Regions from separate parts of the Mus musculus genome. Here region 1 is linked to region 2. A link is a contact called in public Hi-C data. All regions are on one chromosome and are shown on one strand. Each heading gives the region's core, a stretch centred on a gene start, on an enhancer-like site or on the middle of the called end of the contact. The rest is flanking DNA. Distances are from core to core; before and after follow the strand shown.

Region 1 (2,725 bases), core at 5-2,504, 930 kb after region 2:
TCTGAATGAGAACATGAGAAGTTCCCTTCAATGTACATCAGCCCAAAGCCAGGTGGAAGAGCTGTCCAGAAGATAAAGGTACTTATGAACCTCAATCTCCTGGGGGTAGTGCCCCTACATTGCCCTGTGTCCCTGCATGCACCATGTCTTGAGCACACACACAGAGACAAAATAGGTAAACGGCATTTTTTTAAAAAAAAAAAATAAAGATGAATAAACAAAGCCAGGTAGGATGGGTGCAACAAAGTAGAAGACCTTTTATCCCAGCACTCAGGAGGCAGAGTCAGGGGGATCTCTTTGAGTTCAAGGCCAGCCTGGTCTACAGAGTGAGTTCTAGGACAGCCAGGGCAACACAGTGAGACCCTGTCTCAAAAGGAAAAAAAAGGGGGGGGGGGTGGCGGGGGAGGCATGCAAAGTTAGGCATGCAAACTCAAAGAAGTGTTCATAAAAACTGGATGGTGATGGGGGAGTGGGGGCTGGGGTGGGGCTGTCAGGTGTGGTTGTTCTGGACACACTTTGTTCTTTCTTCTTCCACCACCGATTAGAGGACTAGGTAGGAGATAAAATCAAACCAGAAGCACAGAAAAAGACCCGGATCCCCTGTCTTTCCACGGGACCCATTTGGCTAGTGGCCAAGTGAGAGCCATTGCAAGTCCATAAGGGCATGGGGGAGTGGATCTAGGGACTGCAGGCTCCGTGCTGACAGTAGCCTGCAGAATTCCTTGTGTGCGTGGGTCTGTGAGGGAGGCAGGCACGGCTCCCAGAACAGGGCAGCGGGGGTTCTGCCTCTCCCATTAGCTCTGCGACCTTGAACAAGTAACATGTTCTTTTCAAAGCTACTGTTAGCAAAGACATGTAAAGCAAAGGGAGTCATTTCTTCCCCTTCCAGCCTCCTGAGACAGCCGGGGAGAGGGGAGGATAAAAGGGTGGTTCCTAAGTGGCTCAGAGAAGCAAACGGAAGGAATAGTCAATGACAGTGGGATTCTCTTTTCAGCCCTAGATGAGAAGGCGAGAGAGTGAAGGAGAGTGTGCTGGGCTTCAGGGTGGCATTCACATGAGGGAGTGGGCAGGGACGGGCTCCTGGAATTCCCTTTGTAAGTGATCTCTGAGTCAAGACCAAGGTCAGTCGTGGCTAGACAGGGACAGTGACCACAATACAGGCGTAAGTATATGAGACAGGGAGGTCCAGGGTCTATAGAGGCTGATGCCAAGCCTCTTCTCCCAGCAAGCTCCCCACATTCCTTCTGTGGGCTAGCTGCCCCTGCTTAAAAGAGAACACTGAACCCCAACTCTCACTACGTCACCCCATCCAACTGAGCAGATTTTTACCAGAAGCTGTAGAAAGCTGGGAGCGACATTGACGTACGTAAGTAAATAAATCCCGTGCAAACTCATTCCCATCCATCCCTTCCTCACACTCAGGCCAACGGAAAAAAAGCCCTAAAACTAGCCATCTCCTCCTCTAACTCCTGCATGTTAGCCTTCCTCCTCTTTTTTTCTTCCAATTATATTATAGTTCAGATGGAAACTGGTGGAGATGGGTGGCTTAGGTTTTTGTAAGCCTTGGGCTGAGAGGAATATAGAACAAAGACCTGCAAGCTACCAATGCTCCAAGACAGGGCAGAGCCTATGCACAGAGACTTTCTGTCTCATTTTTCCTTACAGCCCCACCTCCTCCCATCCACAGGAAGGGCTAAGGATGGGTCAGTGCTTCTAGGGCTCTGGGGACCAGAATGCAGTCCCTGGAGCCATCTGGGAATGATTAGCCTACCGAGTCCAGGTAGCTTCAGACACATGCACATAAATACACACACAATGCACATGCATGCATGCACACAGACACACATGAACATACACAGATACAAGTACACATGTATACATATATGCACCTGTGTATAAATATGTATATATACACACATATAAACATAAACAAGCACATTCACATGCAGCCATGTGACACCCAATCATGCAATACCCATGGCCCTACCTCTCAAAACAAACAGGAAACATCAGGTCCTCAGTCCTCAGAGGAAGGCTGTGGAGTGCCACTGTCTCCGATGACCACATCAGTTTCTATCGTTTCACAGACCCATGCAGCTCAGTTGGGAACCATCTGTGCACTGCAAGTGAGAAAACCAGGAAAGAAAAAAAAAGTACTATTTCTGATCATTGTATATTTAGGTAAGCCAGTTCTGGGAGGGTTAGGGGGTTCTAAAGTGTTAATCGTTATTGCAATTTGTGGTTTGATTGTTTCTCTCAAAAGTTGTAAATTCAGGCCAGAAATACATAAAGACTGTGCTCTGAAAGCTTTATATCCAAAAAGTCTACAAAAGAGCGTCAGTCGGTACTCCTCACAGAGAGACATCAGAAGACAGAACATACAGAAGGTTCCAGAAGGAGGATCAAACACATACTGGAGAGCGTCTCAAGACATGCCATTAACTGATCAAAGGTACTCACTCTGCTCTTGGTGCCCCAAATCCCATCAGATTATAATAATCATATATTCACTTCTCTGGCTAAATTGTGGCATTTGTTCCCTCGATACACACTATTTATTCATCAGAGTCTGTTTGGGATCATTAGAGACACAAGAAAAGGTAGCACTGTTTGTCCCAAGGGCAGAGATGGGAGCAAATATCTACAGCTAGGAAGTCCTAGCATCTTCATTGATGAAGCAAGCAGTAGAACTCAGATCCCCAACCCATATTAAATTCTGGTGGCC
Region 2 (2,700 bases), core at 16-2,515:
TCACTTTTATAGCAAGCCAGCCTACCTGGATGTTGACAGGTAGCTGTTGGGCGGAGCCTAGAAGGAATACCAACAACATATGCAAAGAAACAAGAGAGGCTTAAAATTAGCTAGATATGTCAGATAAAAATCACAAAGTAAAAACGTCAGGTCATGAGTGCAAACCTATGTAATATTATTTATTAAAAAATACATGCAGGAGGAGAGTAGATGTCCGATATCAAAGATACAACACTTGTTCTTGAGGGCTATTGCAACCCATCTCTTAGGGTTTATTATTTATTTGTTTGTTTGCTTGTTTACTTATTGACTTCTGTAGATTACAATATAAACCATTGGTTGGGAAAGTACAACTTCACCACAGAGAAAATGACTAACACAGGCTACCTAAAGTGCTTAATGCTAACATCAACAACGATAAGGCATGCTGTCAGAAACTGCTCATGTGATGGTGAGAGAAGTTAGCCAAGAAGGCCAGAATCTAACTGAACAGTCATGAATCTGTCCATAAAACCCTCACAATTATATTGGATATGGTGACCAGCAACATTCCCCCGACACCTCGGCGCTTGGGGGAAATGTCTTTTAACAGTTTTAGTTCCAAAAGCCTGGCACAATCCTAGTCTGATGATAATGAAGACTACAAAGCAAACAATTCAGGCAAATTTGAATTGAAGGGAAGTCTGGGAAACATGGGCGCCATTGTCAGAGCTGTCCAGGATGTGGAAAACAAGTCGGAGAAGTTTCCCTAACCCAGAGGAGGAGCTTAGTGACCTGTAACAATTAGATCCAGGGTAGCGATGTTGGGTGGACACAGGAGAAGCGAACTACTACACCTCCCAAAAGTTGGCTGGTAATTTCAATATGTCAGTCGATGGGAATGGTCGCTCACACAGTACCAATAGCTGTTTTTAGTCATTTGCCTGCCACTGGGTGGTGTCAAGGTGACTATTTCACACCCCAATCTTCTCTAACAGGATTTTCTGAACTGAGAGGAAGCCTAGTTTTAATGTCGCCACCGCTGAGGCCTCCAAAGGCCAGACATTCCTCCAAGCCGTTCCCAGAGGTGGCCTTGGTGCGGGCTGAGCACCAAGGCCAGCAATCAATAAGATAGTTCTCCCTCTGCCTTTGACAGAGGAAACTCCAGGCTGACACCAGCCAGTCTGGAATCAGCTGTTTCTCTCCCTTTGATCTCCTCAGTACTGGCTGTCTAAACTCCCTGGGCGTCTGCTTAGGCCAAGATACAGGCCATGTCCTGCTGATAACCCCTCCAAGGCCCTTTGTGGCCATTGTATGTGAGGAGGGGATCACCTGTCAAAGTGACTGGTTACAACCCCTTCTGGCCTGCGGGAGGCCTTTTTGATGCAGGGCAGATGATAATGAGAGTCTAATTGAGTGATTAACTATGCTGGCTCACTTAGAGGTTTTAATGACACCTCCACTTTGAGGTCCACATTTCCCAGCAGGCACCCAGTTTGTAACTGTATGGCCGTGATATTTGCAATTATAAGCCTTTCCTTTAACCAGCAGGGATTTAACAAATGGACTTAGTTAATCACTGCTAGATGGTCCTCATATCAGACTGGATGGAAATGCATGTGTATATGTAAGAGCATGGTAGGATTCTTAAGTCGGGCCACTCCAGTTCTAGCCTAAGATATAAGTTAGAAACTGCATTGCAGAGGAAGCGAGAGCTACTTGCAGTATAAGGTGATCACTGAAAGTTTCCATTTGTCCTGGGATGTATGAAGATAGGAACTGATTTTTAAGGATTGTCAAGCATGCAATCCTTGTAAGCAATGAAAGTCTGCCTAGATATACTGCCTTTAATTAACTAGGTCTGAAGGTCCTATTGATGCAATGTTAAAAGGAACCAGTCTCAGCAGGTTCGCACAGTGGGGAAGGGATCCAGGGCTTTCAATTTACAAGGTCTTATTACAAAAGTGTCCCGCTGTTCTGGTCCTGTGCTTTCTGCCTGGGAGCAATTTAATGATCTGCTTTGGAGCAGAGAAATGGTCAGAGAGAAAATGGTCGGGGTTATGTGTTAGGCGAGCAATACCCAGCAGAATTTACACCAGTCACCAGGTATTTCCCTTTCATATCAAAGTACAACCATGACAGTGTGATATCAATGGGTACCAGTCGAAGACCCCTTAATTGAACACTGTGGTAAGCCCCCTGTGAACGTGGGTTGATCATATTAGGTTGATACGAAGCAGTACACTAACCCTAGTGAGGCCAACACTGAAGGCCATGGAACAGAGAAAGGGTCAAAAGTAGAAAGGAACATAAGAGTGAGAATGTGGTTTTTGGCTCAAAACCCCTTAATTATTCATTTTCCACTTCCTGAACATCATTCAAGAAATATTTGTCATTATCTATCCTGTCCCAGCGCTGTTCCTTGAGTATGTATATTGGGGGAACAGCTATTCACGGAGCACTTATGGGAAAGTAATGAATTTATACATCTTTAAAAAAATCTTATTCTTTTAAAAAAATGTTGATAAGTGGCTACAAGGGAATGCCTATTAAGTTGTTATGTGCATTGTACTTTAAGAGTATTTTCTCTCTGGATAAATCTAATTAATAATTAATAATAATAATAATAATAAATCTAATCTCTGAGTGAATATCTACATGTGAGACTATGTCCTCAAAGATACCCAATCTAGTCAAGGCAGGCCTTGTTAAAAATCATAG

What was found. Hi-C and Micro-C count contacts between places; a contact is called where the count stands out from the background.
Region 1: a Hi-C map of Sertoli cells shows a contact between it and region 2, with 4 times the contacts expected there. The contact joins two enhancer-like sites. A contact is called at or near these places in 3 of 39 promoter capture datasets (the 3T3-L1 cell line, hippocampal neurons and liver), 1 of 484 Hi-C or Micro-C datasets (Sertoli cells), 5 of 115 datasets of contacts at active chromatin or transcription factors (craniofacial prominence, embryonic midbrain, forebrain and 2 more) and 1 of 9 other capture datasets (embryonic stem cells).

The regions. Positions count from the first base shown.
Region 1 is chr11:112,772,312-112,775,036 of GRCm38.p6, forward strand. No RefSeq gene overlaps it. Among named protein-coding and RNA genes, the nearest start is that of Sox9, 8.5 kb to the right of the region's middle. Within about 2 kb of position 1,255, at least 10 of the 459 cell types and tissues checked have an H3K27ac peak or open chromatin away from gene starts, as enhancers often do. A contact at or near this core is called in Sertoli cells, where this site is marked.
Region 2 is chr11:111,842,671-111,845,370 of GRCm38.p6, forward strand. No RefSeq gene overlaps it. Among named protein-coding and RNA genes, the nearest start is that of Gm30337, 42 kb to the left of the region's middle. Within about 2 kb of position 1,266, at least 27 of the 459 cell types and tissues checked have an H3K27ac peak or open chromatin away from gene starts, as enhancers often do. A contact at or near this core is called in Sertoli cells, where this site is marked.